Regions from separate parts of the Mus musculus genome. Here region 1 is linked to region 2. Evidence: chromatin contacts called from public Hi-C data. All regions are on one chromosome and are shown on one strand. Each heading gives the region's core, a stretch centred on a gene start, on an enhancer-like site or on the middle of the called end of the contact. The rest is flanking DNA. Distances are from core to core; before and after follow the strand shown.

Region 1 (5,481 bases), core at 1,537-4,036, 170 kb after region 2:
TTAAAAATACATATACAGAGGCTGGAGAGATGGCTCAGCCTTAGCTGCTCTTCCAGGGACCCAGGTTCAATTCCCAGCACCTATATGACAGTTTACAACTGTCTATAACTCCAGTTCCAGGAGATTTGACACACATAGATAAATATGTAGGCAAAACACCAATCAGTGCATACACACACACACACCCCTGAGATTTTCCAGATTAGTGGATTACATGTACTAGGGAGGCAGAAGCAGATGAACTGCTGAGCTTGAAGCCAGCCTGGTACACAGAGTGAGTTTCAGGACAGCCAGGGCTACACACAAAGACTCTTTTAAAAAACAACAATCAAACTATATACAAGTGTGTGTGTGTGTGTGTGTGTGTGTGAGGGTGTGTGCATAAAATTTAAATGAAATTATACTACTTTTGGTAATAATGATCTCCCCTAAGAGCCATAGACTCAGAGAAACTCAGTGCCAAGCATGGGAAACCTTCCTTACCATTGTTGGTCATCGGAGTTCAATAGACTCCCAAAACATAGGCTACTGCCATTGACCTTAGTGCCAAAGACTACTGCTGAAGAAGATACTACACTTCAGACACAAGAGTTGGGGGAATTGGACTGAAGCTGATCTGGAAATCTCCTCCTAAGGAAATGTTCCCATGGTATTCAAAGCTGCCATTCAAACTGCCAAGGGAGAAAAGCAATCAGCAGTCCTACCCATGTGTAATGTCTGTGAGCCACAGCAATGACCAGCATTGCTACATATACCCAAAGTTAACTGCTATGACTGGTCAAGGGCCCTAGAGGACAATCTGCTAATGACACATTCCTAAACCTATGTATTCTTAATTGTATTGTCATTCCTATATCCTTAGGTAAGTGTAGCTCTCACGTCTCATTAAAGAAGTCTCTCTCTCTCTCCCTTCTTCCCTCTCACCTCCCCCCCCCCTCTCTCACTCACACACACACACACACACACACACACACACACACACACAATTTCTGTTGAGACAGTGTCTCACTAAGGCTGACTTGAAACTTATGTAGACCAGGCTGGTCTCAAACTCAGAGTTTTTGCCTCCTGAATGGTGGAATTCAACGTGTATGCCACCATGCTCAGGTAAGAAGTTTCATTTTACAGCAGTCAAGAGACCATCACCAAAATCTACAACTGGTTAGAATAGAGAGAGCATCACACCATGGGGTGCTCATCTTCAATGGAGAGTTCTACAGCACGACTCCTACATTTCAGGCTCAGGAAACATCCCACAAAAGGAGTTGGGGGATGGTTAAGAGTCAGAGGACAGAACATTTGCTGTGAGAATGTTTTCTGTGTGTGACAGGGAGCTGTACCCATGCAATTGTAACAATTTAGTGGCCTACGTAAGAGCAGCAAATGACAGCATCAGTTGCTATTCCAATATAGATGAGAGAACTCTTACAAAGCCCTACCAGCCTTAGATGAACAGCTACAGGCAATTAATAGCTGCCCAGAAAGGGAAACTCGGTTTTCTCCAAGGATAAACCCTGACAGATTACCTAATCTCAAGCAGCCAGCAGGAGTGAGGGGGCAGGGTAGGTGGAGTGGGGAGAAGGTAAGTGCAAATGATGTAAAGACAGTACTCAGTTATGAAATTATAAAACAGAAAAACTTAATGTAAAAAAAGAAGGGGGTGGAAAAAACAAAGAAAGGAAAAATTGAAATAGTTTTCTATCATACAATGCTCAGACCTTGATTTTTGACGACTGAGGTCACCAATCATGGGTGTTTTCTTGGGACATATCGGTCCTTCAGCAATTATACTAGAGGTTCTCTGTGCAGTGCCAGGCGGTGTGCTACACATCTTACCAGAAGCACGTTTGGCTCCATCTCCACAGGGCCTGTCAAGGCTCTGGCAAGAACGGGTTTGTTCCACTAAGACTAATGAAGGAATTCTTTGGTCATCTTGGAGGAAGTGAGGGCATTCCCTTTACACTGGCGACTCTAACCCTCCTCTCATAGAACACGTAAAACCAGAGCTTACTGCTTACTTCCTCCTGCCCCAGGGTAGCAAGGGAAGTATCAGGACAGTTCCACATGGGTGTGTGCATGGCCAGGAAGGGACAAAAGTAACAGTTGAGCCACTTCTATCCTCATCTCGGTTTCTGCCTGAAAATACTATCATATACAGAACTTTCTTAATCCTTTAAGAGGATCAATATGAAGACTACCAAGCAGCCCTCTAAGAATGCCAGTCAGCTTCTAAATCTGTCTGGTTCTCACCTAGAGCTTAGAGTTCTGTCTATGTAGAAAAAGAACGCCATCTAACTATCTAAACAGTCACAACTAAAATGCTGCCTAGGAAAGGGATTCAACTTTTAGTTTGGAAATAATATACTCTGCCATTTAAAAGTCAAAGTGAGAGCTATAGTTAGGAAAGTGCTAGTTCAAAGGTACGTTTTTACTTTCCTAAAACCCAGTTTAAGAATAAAATGATGGTAGAACATATAGTGTAATCTGACATTTCTGCTTCACTTCAAGCTACAAAAGCATCTATTTGATCAGGAAAGGAAGAAGACAAATTTAAATTCTGCTGCCGAGGACATGTGCCTCATTCGAGACACCATGAGATGACAGATGGCCAGTTATCAAAGAATAAAACATGTGAAAATGAGTTCTATACAGTCATGGAACAGATCTTTTCCATTAAAAAACTACATGCCTGTTCCTTGTCTATCAAGCAAACGTTTAAGTAGTGTGCTCTCACATTTAAACTAGACAGCTCATCTCGGAGCCCAGAGCACCATGTTTTCAGTGGGTGTTACGTAGGAGAGTGAGAATTGGGATGAAGGAAGCCGAGGGGAGCTAGCAGAGCTGTGAGTTCCTACGACACAAGCCACTTCTGATTAATTACTAGCAATGGGAAGAACAGTAATAAAGTACTCAAAAATTTAAAACCTTTAAAGGAATAAATCAATTGTCTTCTGTACCCCTGAGGATCACAACTGTGGGTTCAAACTACTACCCACTAAAAACTTCAAACAAACAGACAAAAAAACAAAACAAAACAAAACAATCTACCCACAAAAAAAAGCAACAAAAACCCCTTCAAAACTGTACAGAATATGAAAAGATTTTTTGTGATTATTCCCTAAAATATACATATTTATCATTTACATCAAAATAGATATCATAAATAACTTAGAGAGAGGATTTAAAGTATACGAAAGGATCACGTAGGTTATATGAAAATAAAATAATATTCAATTTCATGTAAGAGGTTTGATATCCATAGGGAGCTTCGGTACCAATCCTCCACAGATACAGAGAACTGTATTTGAATACATATACTGTAGCTGTCCTCAGACACACCAGAAGAGGGCATCAGGTCTCATTACATGTGGTTGTGAGTCACCATGTGGTTGCTGGGATTTGAACTCAGGAATCTTCAGAAGAGCAGTTAGTGCTCTTACCTTCTGAGCCAATTCACCAGCCCTATGTTTCCACTTTTAAAATATCAATTTTGTTTGAGAAAGGTTTTCTCAGTGTGGTCCTGGCTGTCCTGAACTCACTCTGTCGACCAGGCTGGCCTTGAACTTAGAGATCTCACTTCCTCTGCCTCCCAAGGGCTGGGATAAAAGTATGTACCTCTACTGCCCATCTTTTTAAAACATTTTTAAATAATTTAAGCACAAGATTAAAAAAATTGCTTTTACAGAAATATTCTTTTTTGATTTAATAAAAAAGGAACATCAAGCCCATTAATATTTTAAATAGACTTGAAAATATATTATGATCACATAGAAACTAAAAATAATATCCTATTTTAGAGCAGAAATATATATAATTTCTCATTTGGTAAAGGATAATTTTTAAAAAAAAAGTCATTGGCTTTTGTTTTCCAAGCTCATTATTACTTATTTTTAAAAAGAGAGGAATTTTCATATTTTTGATACTAAAAATGGATCATTCTGAGTTAAAACCTTCTTAATTAGCCTTCTTAAGGAAATATAAAAAGTTGTTGCTCTGCACTGCTCTCCAGGTCTATAAATACCACAGTCGTGAGCATACTGAAGCACATATAGATAGGACAGCTTATTAAACCAAGGCAGGGCCTCGTGTGTAACTATGTAGAACAGAATCCCATACATTACTGTTTAGGAGCTATCAATTTGATTTAAAAATGTGAAAATTAAGGTTTCAAAATACACTATCAAACGAACAAACTCCCCAAGATGGAATACATATAGCAGTGCTTATTATTTTTTGCTACAAAATTTTCCATCGCTATTTTTAGTATACAACTGTTGCATGAAGCATTTTTCCCATAAAAGGCTCTCACACTTACAAATATAACCTCAAGATGATCAGCTGGCAAGAGGGGAAAAAAAGAACAAATTTATTTTAGACTGACACAGAAAAGAGAAGAGAAAGAAAAAAATCCTAGGAAACATCTTCCAGGATTTACTTAGTGGCCCAAGAGAAATAGCAAGCGTCCTAAAGGCTGACAGCTACTCTAAGGCTAGCGAACAAGGAGAGCAGGCTGAGCTGTCCAAGGTCACAGAGGCCCACCTCAGGCTTCAGATCTCTGTGCACCACTCCTACATCGTGCATGTGGCTCACAGCTGACACAAGCTTCCGCATGATGTAGCTGGCCTCAGTCTCGCTGAAGTGCTTCTTTCTCTTGATGCGCTCGAACAGCTCTCCGCCATTCAGAAGTTCCATCACAAGAAACGTATGAAGCTAGAAAGATGGAAAGAAAGAGCAACGTGGGGCCTTACTGAAAAGATACGGGTTACTCTATAGGTTATTTATTATTCAGCAACTTTAAATAATCCCTTGCTTAAACAACCTATAACAATCCTTGCATTTAAAGAGTTGAAGAATAATGTAGCTTTTTAGAATTCTATTTTAGCAATGAAAAATTTCAAATATTTCAGCAAAATCTTTACAGTCTTTTCCTTTACTTCATTTTATTTCTATTGAACTCTATTTTAATTTTGAATTTTTATATTTTCACTTTAAAAACTGAGAGCCGAGGTGACAAAATCTATGGTAAATAATGCAGGGGGTTGCTAAGTAGTGTTATATGCAACTGCTGCCACTCAGCTAATGGGTAGTTTCCCTTGAAAGAAAGATAGTGTTTGATAACTTCAGGGCTCAATGATTAATTACAGGATTTCTGAGAATATTTACTGCAAATACCCGCATCTCACTGTATATGTTTCTGTGGAAGAGACCTTCCTCCTGGCTGTTTGCAGAACAGAGTGTCCTTCTGGCTGCCTTTGGATCAAGATGTATCTTGGCTCCTCTAGCATCAAGTACTTCCCACCATGATGATAAAGGACTGAACCTCTGAAACTGTAAGCCAGTCACAACTAAATGTTTGCCTTTTTAAGACTTGCCTTGGTCACAGTGTCTCTTCACAGCAATAAAACCCAACTGAGACACCTTTATAAACTCTAGGACCCTCAGCAATAAAATGAAGGGGATAAGAAAATCTACAGGTGGAAC
Region 2 (5,293 bases), core at 184-2,683:
AGAAAGATTGGAGTTGCCAGGGCAGAGTGTATGTGTGTGTGTGTGTGTGTGTGTGTGTGTGTGTGTGTGTGTGTGTGTATGTGTGTGTATGTGTGTGTGTAGGAGTGGGGATAGGAATTATTACTAACTACGTACAGTTTTATTTGAGGTAGTGGAAAGTTTGGAATAATGATGACAGTTGTACAACAGTGTGAAGGTCATTAAATATTTATAAACTGTATTTTTCAAAGATCAAGGCAGCATACTAATTTGTTAAAGAAAAAAATGTAAATAAGACATGAGGCAGTGAGCACCTGGAAAAGTGTTTCCCTGAGCTGTCCCACATGAGGGTTTCGACTGCTTCTGCTCCTCCCAGGAGTGTAAGTATTCTCTCTGAAGAGAGGAAAGGAGTGCTCCACAAAGAAGGCTTCTGTGATGTGGAGACAGAGAACCCAGCGGCTGCACCAGGGGCCGAGATTCTTTGGGGTAGGCCGACATGCAAAAATAGCATTAATGATTCTACCAGGCTGGTTTAAAATGCTGGACCAGAACTGAGATCTACCTAGCAGCTCTGCCCCAAGCAAGATCCATCTCTCCGAAAGCTTCTTAATATATAATTAATGATGCTCACAACCCTGGCAACGGTCTGGGGAAGACACACTCATTGTTCTCCCAGGGTGAAGGCCGGGACGCATGCACGCACGGCTCAGCAGCCTCGGTTCCGGCACCCTCACATGTCACTGCCTCACTGGGGCACCGAGGGCGAGGTAAGATGCTCAGGAAAGGGAACCATCTCTGATGATGACCCCTAAGCAGGGTCAGAGGTGAGCAGCATTCTCACAGTGCCTCCTTATAACGGAAGTGCTTAGTTTGGGAGGTACAAATGTCCCTTGGGTACAATCATTAGCCACACTACCCACAGCTCTACAGATTTACCATAAACAAATGAATATGAGTCCAATGGAAAGATAAAAATACCCCTTCTGTTGTTAAAGCTGCCATGTTTATGTAGGGGGAGCACACACCATCTCTAAAAGGACCCTATAATATTCTTTCCAAATGGAATTGCTAATAGTCAGACTCGAGAAACAAGCCTCCTTAGCAGCTTGGGTTCATTCTGAAAAACAGAGGAAGCAGGGCTCCTGGCCTTACTTTTAATAGAGGGGTTGTCATGCCAACGAGGGCTGCTGTTTAAATTGAAGGGGAAGAAAGAAGTGTTCCTTCCTACACAAACTTTTCAGCAGGGCTCACAATTAGTTCTTAAAAAACCACGAAAACTCATAGCATCGGAGTGATGGGAAACACTATGCTCATATCATTTGTCAGAGAAAGGCCATGCATGGGAAATCTCAGGTTTCTTTCTGCTGCTTCATTCTTCATGCCCACGAGTAGGGTAAACAGGGCCCTGGAGAAAAGAAATGTTGATGTGGGCACATGCCAAGGCAAGCTAACGCTGAGCTCAGAGAGTGGCCCTCCATCTTGAATAAACACTGGGAAAGAATGGGGCACAGAGAGAACAATGTCCCCTGCCCTGCTATTGAATTTTCAAAGGCTGGGTCTCTACCATGCCTTCATAACACACCTGCTACCTACGGGGGCCAGTGACAGGAGAGAGGACGTGCTGGCACACACAGCAGGGCCACTTCCTTTCCTTTTCCTGGTGCCTGTGGGCTGAGATTTGCCAATGAGAGGAGCCAAAGAACAGGAAACCTGCTCTGTGGACAGGAGGCTGGTTGGAGACAAGAGGGGGGAAGGCTCAAGGACAGAACTTCTTTCTATCCAAAATCCCAGTGCGACAGTGCTCTCTGGGCACAGAAGGCCCCGCCCACACCTAGGAAGATGACACTGTGCTTCTGAAGCACGCATGGCCAGGTCAGAGATCAGTCAGGATGCAGCTGGATCCATGAGAGGGCCAACAGAAAACCCTGCATAGCTCTTTCCTTCTCTACACCCTCCTGCCTTGTCATGAAGTGTGTGAGTGAGTACTGAACATACCTGATGTACCCAACAGTCAACCTGGTAAATGAGAAGGCTACTAACTAACAAGCAGGCAGTGGGACGAGGCGCCCTTGGCCTCTTTGCCTTCTCCTTTCAGAGCAGGATGGGGCAAGATTTCATACAGCTGCTCAGAATGGCAAGCAGCCGAACCTCTGGATTGTTTATTTTAAAATTTTTCCATTTAATAGTTTAGACTAAGGTTGACCACAGAAAACTGAAACTGCAGGGCACAACTGCCAGTAAGGAGGAGGCTACTGTATTCAATTCCCATCAGGCCTTGATGGTCCCACCCAGATGCCAGTGTCCCGTTACCTCTAACCAGCACAGCAAAGCCCTCACCTACAACAGGCCTGTTCTAGTCAGGAACACATAGCTTTGCTCTGCTGTCTTCTCCAATTTCATCATCTTTATGTTTCTATGTGAGCTTTATAGGTAGGCAAGCCGTTTCTCTTGCATCTCATGCATACACGTTGTCACTGACCTGCCCTGGCAGTTCCTGCATGCAGTGTGAGAATCAGCAACACCTAAGCATTCAGCTGCCGTTTACTGAGCTCTGCACACTGGCCTTCATTCATGGGACTCACAGCTGTCCAAGGAAATGGCTCACTGGGTAGCGGCACTTGCTTTGCAAGGAGGATCAAGGTTTGAATGCCCAGAACACATGTAAAAAGCCAGGCATGGCTGTGTGTACCTGTAACCTTAACATTGTATGGTGGAGAAAGGAGAAACCCAAGATCTTAATGTCCAGCCAGTCTAGCTGAAACCGTGATATTTGTGTTCACTGAGGGACCCTTCTTAAGGCAATAACGAGCACAGCAGAAGACACCTGATGTCCTGTTTTGGCATCTGCATGAGGGTGTACCTGTATACTCATATGCAAGCACTGCACACATAGCTACACCACACACACACACACACACACACACACACTCACACCTCTGTCTGAGACATACATAAGCATTTATCTCATTTTACAGAAAAGAAATAGTGTCGTAGGTTAATGATTGCTGAGAATGACAGAACTGTGAAGTGACAGGTCCAGAGCTCAACCCAAAGTCCTCTCTCTGACTGCTGAGAATGTGCACAGGGCATGCTGAACTGGTGGCCTGAGTTTCAGGGTGAAAGATAGGATGGGCAAAATGGCAATGTGGAAGAGGATAGGAACTTATGCACCATCAAATATGGATGATACGATCCCAGTGCATACACACACACAGATGCAGCCAGGCAGCCAGGTAGGCACACGCACACACACACACACACACACACACACACACACACACACACACACCATCTCATTGTCATGGGCCATTCTTCGTACAGATAGACTAAAGATAGTCTTTAAGACACCAGAGGATAGCTGGCTCAGAGTTTCTGGACTCTGGGTGACTATTATTTTCTTTATTTATATGTACTGTTTGATTCGTCAAGGAGCACGCAGAGCTGTTGCTTCTGACAAAAAGAGAAACAGTGAAGTGAAGTTCATGTAGGAAGACAGGAAAACAACAGAGGGCGAGGGGGCGCCCAGGGTTTCTAAACAGGGGAGTGGAAATGGTTTAGTGAAATTAGGGGCAGATCTGTCCCACGTAGCAGCACTATTCACATTAGTCAACAGAAGGCAGAACCTACCAAGGACTTAGCGCCAAAGCCTCCAAACGTCATGGACTACGACTCATCCATAGGACAGAGTGAAATGTTGAAACAACGTATGTGTGCAACCTTTAAAACAGCGGTGAGCCACCAATGTAGGTGCTGGGAAGGGAATTCTGGTCCTCTGCAAGGACAGCAGGCATGCTGAGCCGTCTCTCCAGACCTGGCTTTCCTTTTCGGGTGAAAATGTTTAGGAATCAAAGGTGATAGCTGCTGCTGTGACTTTGGTGTCCATAAGGGTCCAGCGCAGTGAAAGGCTTAGTGTCTAGGCTGGCACCTTGGGTAGAGGTGGTTACTGTGAGGCTGCGGGCCTCAAGGTATTGGGGCCATGATGTAGTTCTCACCTATCTTGTGAGTTATCAGAAGGGGTTTGCAATAAAAGAAGCAATCGGGGCCTCTCCCATTCTTTCTGCTCCTGGTTTGACATGCAACCTCTTACTTATTCTCAAAGGCTCTCACAGATGTTGGCTAGTGGGTGACAAAGCCACACAGCGGGTCTCTCCACATAGGCCATATCATACGGACTGTGAACCTTCAGACTGTGGGACCAATAGCCCTTTGCTTCACTGGGTAGCCTAGGCTAGAATCCTCATTATGGTGCTATAGAGCTGACTATACAGCCATACAGTGTTAAAGATGTACCAAATAATACTGAATTATATACTTCATACTACTAATTTTGATATGTAAACTTTACCTCAACTCAAAAATGTTCTGTTCTTGTTTTAAGTAAAAATCTTGAAAATATAGAATGGTAAATGAGAATAGCCAAACAAGCCAGATAGATTCAAGAAAACCCTCAATAAAGGAAGAAACATGTAAGCAGGCCACTTCGAGGTGTTATCTAAGGTGGAGGGAAGGCTCTTGCTCGGCAGAGGGTGTTCTGGCTCCATCCTCAGAGTGCTGGGCTGGGTCCCCTGAAGTACCAGGGGGCCTGCATCATTCTGCTATGGCATCATACTGTGTCCATTGGAAGATTGGACACAGTACATCTGTCACATTTGTGAAGGAAGTCCCAGCTACCTGGAAGAGGTAGGAAAGGCTGAGGCCATGTGTCCAAAGCCTTTCTCACAGGATGTGGGCTATGGTGGATCTTCCCAGGTCAGCCATGTGTACACATTGTTGGCTGATTATCTCTAGACTGGAGCTTGCACTGTGAAGAGGACATACCTCTCTCATAGCTATATTCCCAAAACACACAGCCCTTGGTACCAAACAGGTGACAATACACATATATACTGAAAAAAATGTATAATTCTATTAATTGATGTATATATCTAAGGCAAAACATGGAGATGAGACCAAGTCTAGAAGTCTCCAAGGGATGTATAGGCCCAGTAAAGTAAGGGCCCACAGAGGGGACTGGATGGCTGATTAACAACAGCCAGGCCCATGCCTAGGCTGGATCTAGGTGCCAGCAGGGCAGGCTACGTATGTGTGGGCACCTGGACACACGTCATTATTTCACTGCATTGTGGGGGATTTGGCTTTTCAGACGGCTGCATAGCCATTGCCCTGTATAGTCACCAAACCAAAGACTAAAAACAGAACTAAGCCACGCAGGCTCATCTGTTCCTCGGGGTTCCTGCCTAATGTGGTGAGGCGGCCCAGGCTGGAGGGTGAGTCGAGCTCTGATCTGATTTCAGCCAATCTGTTACTGTATTTC

What was found. A called contact is a pair of places that touch in the nucleus more often than the background predicts.
Region 1: a Hi-C map of cortical neurons shows a contact between it and region 2, with 4 times the contacts expected there. The contact joins two enhancer-like sites. A contact is called at or near these places in 3 of 484 Hi-C or Micro-C datasets (cerebral cortex and cortical neurons), 1 of 115 datasets of contacts at active chromatin or transcription factors (neural progenitor cells) and 2 of 9 other capture datasets (adipose tissue and liver).

What each region holds. Positions count from the first base shown.
Region 1 is chr12:100,566,290-100,571,770 of GRCm38.p6, forward strand. It overlaps Rps6ka5 (ribosomal protein S6 kinase, polypeptide 5), which reads right to left. Exons shown (of 17, transcript NM_001330702.1): 13 at 4,540-4,710. Among named protein-coding and RNA genes, the nearest start is that of Ttc7b, 48 kb to the left of the region's middle. Within about 2 kb of position 2,787, at least 22 of the 459 cell types and tissues checked have an H3K27ac peak or open chromatin away from gene starts, as enhancers often do. A contact at or near this core is called in cortical neurons, where this site is marked.
Region 2 is chr12:100,397,283-100,402,575 of GRCm38.p6, forward strand. All of the region lies in intron 9 of Ttc7b (tetratricopeptide repeat domain 7B), which reads right to left. Among named protein-coding and RNA genes, the nearest start is that of Gm51958, 51 kb to the left of the region's middle. Within about 2 kb of position 1,434, at least 42 of the 459 cell types and tissues checked have an H3K27ac peak or open chromatin away from gene starts, as enhancers often do. A contact at or near this core is called in cortical neurons, where this site is marked.